2 separate regions of the Zea mays genome follow, and region 2 is linked to region 1. Evidence: chromatin contacts called from public Hi-C data. All regions are on one chromosome and are shown on one strand. Each heading gives the region's core, a stretch centred on a gene start, on an enhancer-like site or on the middle of the called end of the contact. The rest is flanking DNA. Distances are from core to core; before and after follow the strand shown. Region 1 holds the start of LOC100282701 (anther-specific proline-rich protein APG). Region 2 holds the start of LOC100381712.

Region 1 (4,948 bases), core at 1,412-3,911:
TATGTTGATGGTTTTTTCAAACGAGGCCATTTGAAAAACTCAAAAAAGGGATAAAACGATTTTTAGTCACAGTTTCTTAAAAAAACTGCATGTCAAAACATGGACTTCTAGTGGGAAACTGTTTGCAGAATTATGATTTTTTATAGACGGTTTTGTTAAAAAACGCCACTAAAAGTAACATTGACGCTTGATTACTGATACCGCATGTAAAAATTAAACCTCACCCTCTTTTCTACTAGTGACCATGCTTGGTCCGAGCAAAAAAGAACGTGATAGGAGAAGTATGTTGTTGGCACTCACTCGGTCCTAAAATAGGATTCGTTTTAGAGTGTTAATAAATTCATACAATATTTGATGTATGTGTTTTAATTTATATACGTGTCTAGATGTATTGTCATCTATTTGAATATGGACACATAATTTTAAAGGTACAACGAACAGTATATATATTGGGCGGGAGCGAGGGAGTATATATCATGTTTATATATATAGTTTAGATGGAGGGACCATACGTCCCTTTGCGAGTGGTAAGCAATACAATCACGAGGGGAAACAAAGAACAAAAAAAAGGAAGACGCTGTAAGCTTTGCTTCTCTTCACGAGTTCACATGATCCATACAGCTAGATCCTGGCGAGCGTGCGCAGATCCATGGGGTGGACGTCGGACGGCAGCGCCGCGCTGTACGCCCTCCGACCGACGAGGATGTTGGCCGCCTCCGTGGGGTGGAAAGCGTCCCAGAAGAGGTACTCGTTCCTGTTGGCGCACGGCGTCTGGAACGGCAAGCACGTCACCTGCCCGTTATTCCGTCCGACGCCGCAGCACCCTTGGTTCGTCACCGTCAGACCTGCACAAACACAAACCCATACATAGCTCGATCGATCAGGATGGGATAAACTGTCATACTGAACAAGGCAGCTAATATTTGGGTTTGGTGACTGACGTGTGTGTACATACCGTGCGACCCTGGGGCTCTCAGGATGTCCTGGAAGATCCCATACACGTTTATGTAGGTGAAGTGCGCCCCCGGCAGCGCGTTGAACTGGTCGACGAGGGCGACGAGCTTCCGGTTGAAGATGTCGATGGCGCCGTTGATCTGCGGCACGCAGGTGGTGCCGTCGGTGCTGCGCTGCGCCAGCTCGTTGGGGCTGCACCCGACCTGCCCCACGCCCATGAGCGCCACCTTCCTGGCCCCGTAGCTGTACAGGGTCCGGAGCTGCTGCGAGTACTGGTTGATGAGCACGTCGGCGTACTGCTCCGGCGTGTACTGCTGGCTGGTGGAGTAGACCGCCGGCATGAAGTAGTTGTTGAGGTAGTCGTTGCTGCCCATGCCCACCGTGAAGATGCACTGGCTCAGGTGGCTGGCCGCGGAGTCCTCGTCGCCCAGGATGCTCACCAGCTGCTGCACCGCCGCCTGGTAGTTCTGGAGCTGCCCGCCGAAGCTGATCCGTTGCCCCTGCCATGGCGCGCGTGGTCCGTGTGCGTCAGCCGTCAGGGTAGGCTTACTGATCTTTCACGGCTCACGAGCTAGCTAGGAGCCTTGGATCACGTACTACTACGATGGAAACACATGCATGCTTAATTGTGAGTACCAGTTGCTGGCCGGTCTCGTCACGGATCCCGGCTGCGGCGGAAGCGAAGTTGACGCCGGTGAGGAGCTGATCGCCGCTCGCGCCAGCGTACGCGGGGATGTAATCGTCGAAGCCCAGAAGCCGAGCTGAAAAAACAACACATGAGTACACCAATACATGATGCGCGCGCGTCAAGGGACATGTCGCGCACGTACGTACGCCATCATGCATGGAACTAACATTGGCATTGACAACGACATCTGAATGGACGGATATGTTGCTTCGACCTCGTTCGCATAGACTTGGTTACTAAACTTTAGCCCTTAAACAGGTGGGCTAAAAAAACCTAAACCGTGTTGTCGTCCAACCATGCATTTGGCAAAAATAACTCTGTATGCAATGTATTTTTTTTAGAAAAAAAAAATGTGATTTCACACTTAATTCTACACAGCGATCACAAAGCCTAGTTGAAGATGCGTGAAAAACTAGTGTTTTCAGCTTCGTCCCATCTCATCCAGCTTTATGATTCTAGAAGCTTTATATGGTAGCAAAAATGACAACGTATGCATGGAGCTATATTGATGGAGTTGTGACAAATAAACAAAAAAAAACCCAGCTCGATCGATATATATATGCAGTACGATGGGCTTACATATAGCGTCGACGGTGGTGAGGCCATTGCTGAAACGGCCGGTGGGGCCGGCGGCGAAGTCGATGCCGTAGGGCGGGTAGTTGGCCCGCGCCAGCGACGCGATGTCGTTGTTGTTGCCGTTGTCCACGAGCGAGTCCCCGAACACGAAGTAGCACGGCACCTGGGGCTCCGCCCGCACCACCACGACGACGGCGGCGACGGTGGCCACCAGCAGGACGAGGAGCAGCGTCGGCGCCGGCGCCGGCTGCAGCCGCCACCGCATCCCTGTGGCCAGATTTTTTTTTCGTAAACTAGCTAGCTAGCTAGATCGGGGTGTGAATGAGGCTCTCGCTCGTCGATCGGGCCGCGCGCGGCGGATCAAATGTAATGGTGATTGCCGTCGGCCGACACATTCGAGCCGTAGTACTTATAGATAGGGTAGCTTGGTTGCTACTACTCCTACTTGCTAGAAGCACTAGATCAGCATTCATATTGGCGACCCTCTGCATGTGCGCGTGCATGGTTGGAGGAGCAGTCACGGTTAGGTTGGGGTTGTGCTGATTGATTCCTAGCGACGAGATCTAGCTGCCGGCCGGTCTGCGACGACAGTCGACTGGGGTTGGTTGGTTTTACCATGCATGTGGAGGTCAGAATGTCGATCGATCGGTGTGTGTACTTCCAGTTCCAGTGAATGACTGTATGAGCTTATTATTAGCATGTGATTGGTGAATAATGGCAATATTTTGTTTGTTCACGGATGCCATCCGTACTGTCGCCACTCCCTCCGGGGCGCGTACGTGTGCTCCCTCCCTGGGTTGGAGTGGCTTGGAAACGGATGGGGTCACGGGAAAAGACAGGCCAGCCAGCACGCGGCGTCCGGACCGGCCCCGGAGACACTCCACATGCAAGCAAACGGAAACTTCATGCCACCGCCTGCCCGCGGGGCCCTGCGCACCACCCTTGCATTGGTTTACGCGGATTTGACTCCCTCTCTTGTTCTAGGAGATTTTATTGCACCGTCTTGGTAGAGATCACTTGATAGTAAATGTCCAGGCTTCCAGCTGCAGCCTGCAGGGCGGCGGGCATGGAAAGCTCCCGCGCGATCCAAAAGAGCGGCTGGCGATAGCGTTTGTGGCATTCAATGCGGTGACGACGAGGACACGATCAACTAACCGGCGTTGGTTGGCTGGCTGGCTCGCATCGAAGGCTTCGAGCTGATCCGTCACGCCAGTTATTAGCTAGCGCAAACGATGTGAATAAATAATTAATGTTGGGTAGAATCCATATTAATATGACCCGAATCTTAAAGGTAAGCGAATAATTGCAAAAAAAAAAAAATAAGTATGTATCTTGATGACAAAACATCTTTAACGTGGTTCTCTTAATTGGTTCTATTGAATAAGATACCGAAATTATTATATATATTAAATTGTATGAACGTAGTGCTTTCTGAACCGCAACAAGGCATCTGGGTTGTACATTGCTTCGTGTCGTAGGGGGATTCCCGACGCGTGCAAATAAAAGAACGGTGATCGGGTACGTAGACGGCTACAGTTGTTAGCAAGTCACGAGCCACAAGTTATGGACCACACGAAGCTCGCTGCAACTACGAGTGCATGCGTCTACTAGGCGTGTAGCGTATAGCACGTCGCGTGAGAGTCTTCCAGGTTCTAGCGCGCGAGCGTTCAGACAGCAGTAAGTGTGCAAGCGCCTCTCTCGCTGCCGCCCATGCCTAATGCATGGACAATGGATGGATCCCCGCGTGATTTCAGTTGCCAATCTGACCGAAAATATTATCGAAGTCAGCAGTAGCAGTGTTAACTTTGTTATATGATATAAATTTTCTTGAGCTTTAATAGTGTTTTGCTAAAGGTTTTATAAATTTTATCGGAGTCGGTTGACCCCGACAAACCTAGCTAAATTCGTCTTGCTCCAGCCGGCGCTATGCAAACAATCGTATAAAACACTATTATAGGTGTCGGCGTTTCGACCCCGGGGGTCACTGGACCGACGAGTAAATTGTCGCCGCGTGCCCCAGCCCAGATGGGTCGGCGCGAGACGGAGCACGAAGGGGGGAAACCAGAGGGAGACAGGCGTAAAGGGAAAACCTGCGGCCTTCGTGTTTGTCCTGCGCCCAGGTCGGGTGCGTTGCAGTAGGGGGTTACAAGCGTCCGCGTGGGAGGGGGCGAGAGGCCTTCACGCGCCGTCCCGTCCTCCCGCGCGGCCAACCCTCCCGTAAGAGAGCCCTGGACCTTCCTTTTATAGGCGTAAGGAGAGGATCCAGGTGTACAATGGGGGGTGTAGCAGTGTGCTAACGTGTCTAGCAGAGAGGAGCTAGCGCCCTAAGTACATGCCGTCGTGGCAGCCAGAGAGGTTTTGGCACCCTGTTCATGTGATGTCGTGGCCGTCGGAGGAGCGCTGGAGCCTTGCGGAAGGATAGCTGTCGGGGCTGTCGAGTCCTTGCTGACGTCTCCTTGCTTCCGTAAGGGGCTGAGGGCCGCCGTCGTCATGGAGCACGCGGGGCGCCATCATTATTTGTTTACCGGGGCGAGCCAGATGGGACGCCGGTCTTGTTCCCCGTAGCCTGAGCTAGCTAGGGATAGGGTAATGATGCCCCCCCTGTGACGTGGTCGGTCCGAGCCCTGGGTCGGGCGAGGCGGTGGCTCCTCCGAGGTCGAGGTCGAGTCTGTCTTCCGAGGTCGAGGTCGAGTCCGAGCCCCGGGTCGGGCGAGGCGGAGACCATCGCCT
Region 2 (4,948 bases), core at 1,299-3,798, 160 kb before region 1:
AGTCTACAATGTTTTGCACGGGCGTATGCACAACCTGCTGACTATAGCCTGAAATGGCCCCTAATGTGCTTACATGCATATACTAGTATATTTCCTTACAGCAACTCCAATGCAGGGGGGGGGGGGCAGCATGGTTTGATTTTATACACTGGGGAATCAACTGCCGAAAACTCAAAACTGAGCCATGGTTTAGGTTTGAATAGAGGGCAATAAACAAATGGAACCAGCTGGCCAGAAGCACAGAACACAGGAAAACAGACCCTCAGAAGTCAAGCATAGAGCACTTTTCTCCATTTTTCTTTGACATGGTCCCACTAACCGATTTGTAGTTTAGAGCTGATTGCTTTTCATCAGCTTGTTGTTTCTAGCCAACACTAGGAATGCAGCATGCTCTTAGCAAGGTATCTACAGTTCATATAAGTTAAAGTCTACAATGCTAAGCAAGCTTCGACGAGTTGCAGAATTTACAAAGGCAGCTGCTTATGGTGCCCTTTGATACAGTCCATCGACCAATGCTCCTTCATATAGGAAATCAGATTACGCCTCCAGCAAGCTTTATAATTTACTCTTTGCAAATGTCCAAGTCCCTGATACTTACAGATGCATCTGGAAACCAAAATGTGTTCTGAGAATTAAATTCTTTGCCTTGCCTATGTTTGTGGACAGACTAAGTACAAGGACTATGCTCAGGCGAAGCAACTTTGATGTACAGCTAAATGTAAACTGCGTCATGTGCAGCACATCCATGGAGGAAGATATTGATCATCTCTTCTTTGCCTTTCCTTTTGCTACGCGGTGATGCAAAACCTCGAATACTCTCAACACACAGTTAGATTTACACTTGAACTTGCATGGGAGGCTTTTAGCAGTGAGACAACCTCACATTTGTGAGATTTCCATGGCAGCCTGCTGGGAGCTCTGGAAGCTCAGGAATGGATTTTTATGGAGATCATGCTAGTTCATAACCTCTGGACCATGAGATTCAAGGATTAGTCCATCCTCCAAATGCATCGAGTCAGAGAGGATCGTGACCCTTCTGTTTTCCAATGGCTAGTCTCTTGTGTAATCGAAGTTTTCTTTTCTTTTGTACATATGTTGTACTCTGTTTTTATTAAAAAAATGATGTGTTGTGGCGAACTCCCCCACAGTTTTCCAATAAAAAACTGATTGTGACTGTTTATTTACAGCAGCTAACACATTTTTTAGAGATGCATCAAGTGCTCATAAAAAGTAATCAATCATGCACAAACTATCCTTTGTAAACAAACAGTTGTATAACAATTCAGGCAAACCAAATAATGTAGCCAAAACACCTCTAGTGAACTTAGATAAAGAAAGCAGTAAGGAGTTTGCTAACCTTCTCGCTGTAATTGATAGGAGTTGCATTTGACTTGTTTTCCACATCTGAGAATCTTTCCCTCCCAATTTCCCTCACATAATTTTTGAACTCTAACCCTGACAATTGGGACGATGAATGCTGCTTAATGTATACTTCGTCCTTACCACCAACCGTAACAGAAATAATAATATGGGTACCGTAATTCTCAATAAAGCTGCAGACAAGTGAAACAAGACCTTCAGGCTTCAGATAATAGGGTGTGTAAAGTACTAGGCTAAGAGTTGTACAGAATGGGACTGATCAGAAATGGATCCTGATAACAGTATCAAATAAGAAGATTACCTACTGACCTAGCCAATGCTGATGGATCCCAAACATTTGGGATCGCGTGCTTAACGCTCTCAAGCAGCGTCAGTTCAGAACTCCTAATTTTCACTCGAAACAGAGGCAGAGAATAGCCATCAATCGCAAGGGCCTTCGTAGCCGCAGCATCATTCTTCCATGAACCGGTGAAGCTGAACAGAGAGTTGAAGGAACCCAGCGGTACTGTCTCGGACAAGCATGACTTCCTGTTGAAATACTCAGCCATCTGTCAACAAGGGCACCAGAGTCACATAACACGAAGTAAACGGCCGCGGAGCATAGGATATCGACTAGGATTCGCATCACAAGTGCAGAGCAAACAGAACAGAACGCGGCACACCATCGGATGGGAAGTTTCCAGTCGGGACGAAGCAACCGAGCTCACCTTATCGAAGCTGCAGACAAAGGGCCCATCCGCTGCGGCAGAGCTTGGGCCAGAGGGGAAGGGGCGGATGCGCTCGGGGTCTCTGCGGCACTGCTCGACCTCGACATCGGGGGGCACGCTCGGGAGGACGCCGCCGTCGGGGAGCGGGAGGTCCCGCGCACGGTCCTCCTCGAGCGCGACGAGCCTTCCACCTCCCTTGCAGTAGAGCAGCCGGTGGTCTCCAGCTGCGTCGAGGCCGCGCCCCACCGCCTGTAGCGCCGCCTCCAGGGCGGACCCCGTGAGACTCATGGCTGATGGGGCCCACCCCCACTCCGCTCCCCTCTTCCTCCTCCGCCTCGGGATTCGCGCCGACTAGGAGAGGGGAAGACCGGCAGGAGGTCGGGAGCTGTCGCGACGGAAGCTTCTGACCGCCGCTGTTGCTGTTGATCGAGGGGAGAAGAGAGATAGAGAGAGAGAGAGAGAGTAGGGGACACGGTTTCTGGGGACAACTGGAGGAGGGGAAGGCGACCTCGATGCTGAGCTGAGGTGGTTGGGTTTGACTGGCTTTTCTTTTTCTACATTTATTCATTTCTCTTCTTAATTTCGTGGTGCGATTAGTTTTATGTAAGGGACATCTTGCTCGGCGATTTGCTGTTGTTAATGACTTTCAACGTTGTCATGCTTAGCCACATATTTCAAAGCACGCTTTCAATGTTGTCATGCTGTGTATGTTTGAAAGGTGGCTTGTTCTCTCTTGATGGAATGCATGGTTTTGAATAGTAGGTTGACTTTGTTTCGGTATCTGGTGGAATATCTCACGCATTGTAAGATTTTCAAAAGGAGAGACTAATAATAAAAGAAAAGAAAAAATATCGTGTGGCACTTGTCGAGTAATTCTAGAAATTTAATGTTACAGTGTACATATACGGTGGTCATTCAATAAAAAAACTAAATAGTGATCAATTCATCTTTCTTTAATTGACTCTATGTAAAAAAATAGAATATCGTTGTCGAGGATTATTTCGACACTCAATTTACGGGATACATTACAAGACCCAGAACTAATAGTAAATATGCAAGGAGACATGAGAATTTAGAGAGGTTCCATGTATATTTGATTTATATATTTGATTTGGTCGAGACCTTGATTTAACGTATGCAAACCTCACTAAATACTAGACCTAAACCTAGAGCAAGCAGTATAAGTAGTGGTCTAACTAACATAGGAAATCCACAAAGTACATATACTAATAACCGAGTGATTCTTTAAGCACTTAGATATCTAGTGCTAATATGAATGAGTCTTAACTCACTAAATATGTTCCTCAAACCCCACACCTCTCAAATGACTAGCAAAGGGGTATATATAGCTGAGAGTCGCCTTAAGGGGTGAATAGCCGAAACCTGAAAATTATAAACTTTGAACACAAAATTTTCCCGATGTTAGGGTTAGAACGAATATTAATGAAATCGGAGTGCAGTAGATAAGTTCTTGCTATGAGTTGCTTAATCAATGCGGATAATTTTGGGACCCAACTTAAAATAATTACAAGCAAGAGAACTAGAGAGAGGGAGAGGAAGAATCAAATCGCCAAGAGTGATCAACACAAAGTTACAGCGATTTGTTTCCCGAGGTTCAACTCCAAAGAGTTTACATCCCCATTGAGGAGTCCACTAAGGACAAGTTTCTTTCAACTATTTCCCTCTCTCAAATGGTCACAGAGATCGGTTGAGCTTGCTTCACTATCACAGTGACACTAAGTCCCGCAAGGATTTCTATACAAAGTATTGAGAGTCTCTTGTCTCGCTTTACAATCAAGAGAATGAGAATGCGAGTGAGAATGCAAAAGCTCAAATCAAGAACACAAGAGGTTGCAACACTCAATAGCACAAGGGCTAAGTCTCTAATCTCTCAAATCGATCGAATGCGAGCTTGTGTGACTTTGGAGGTGTAGGAGTTATTGCACTTGATGTGTATCACTTTGGTGTAGCTCTTGTGTATTCAATGTGCTGGATAGGGGATATTTATAGCCCCCAACAACCAAAATGGTCGTTGGTGAAAAGTTGGAAAATCTACATAGTCGGGTGGTGCACGGGACCGTGAACAGTACATATCTAGTGCGCCACTGAATAGTGAACAGTGGCACTGGCAAATGACCGTTCTGAATTTGCAGGTAGCCGTTGGTCCCTTGTCATATGGTCCGGTGCGGCATCGAACTTTCTGGTGATCCATTCTCCAAAAACCCCGAAGATGGCATGTTCGCTATAATTCACACCGGACAGTCCGGTGCGCTACCGGATAGTCCGGTGAGCCCCTGGTGTATTGGCTTGTATCTGATGGCAAACTTTATTTAGTAGATTTTACTAAAGAAAATAACGATCTAGATACATGTTTACTTGCTAAGACCAACATGGGCTAGCTTTGGCATCGCCGTCTAGCACATGTTGCAATGAAGAACCTTCATAAACTTCTAAAGGGAGAACATGTGTTAGGACTAATTGATGTCTATTTTGAGAAAGACAGACCTTGTGCAGCATGTCAAGCGGGAAAATAGGTGGGAACAAGTCATTCAAGCAAGAATGTGATCATGACATCAAAACCATTGGAGCTTCTCCACATGGATCTCTTTGGGCCCATTGCTTACCTTAGCATTGATAGAAGTAAGTATGGTCTAGTAATTGCTGATGACTATTCCTGCTTCACTTGGGTATTCTTTTTACAGGATAAATCTGAAACCCAAGAAATTCTGAAGCTCTTCCTAAGATGGGCTCAAAATGAGTTTGAGCTAAAAGTAAAGAAGATAAGAAGCGATAATGGATTTGAGTTCAAAAATCTTCAAGTGGAGGAATATCTTGAGGAGGGAGGCATCAAGCATGAGTTC

What was found. Hi-C and Micro-C count contacts between places; a contact is called where the count stands out from the background.
Region 2: a Hi-C map of bundle sheath shows a contact between it and region 1, with 2.0 times the contacts expected there. The contact joins the promoter of LOC100381712 here to the promoter of LOC100282701 in region 1. A contact is called at or near these places in 2 of 25 Hi-C or Micro-C datasets (bundle sheath and tassel).

The regions. Positions count from the first base shown.
Region 1 is chr3:202,682,696-202,687,643 of Zm-B73-REFERENCE-NAM-5.0, reverse strand. LOC100282701 (anther-specific proline-rich protein APG) reads right to left here and starts at 2,661. Exons shown (of 4, transcript NM_001155608.1): 1 at 2,222-2,661; 2 at 1,591-1,715; 3 at 956-1,454; 4 at 450-845. The coding sequence starts at 2,483. The coding sequence ends at 622.
Region 2 is chr3:202,845,836-202,850,783 of Zm-B73-REFERENCE-NAM-5.0, reverse strand. It overlaps LOC100381712, which reads right to left and starts at 2,548. Exons shown (of 6, transcript NM_001361525.1): 1 at 2,088-2,548; 2 at 1,690-1,928; 3 at 1,358-1,553. The coding sequence starts at 2,375.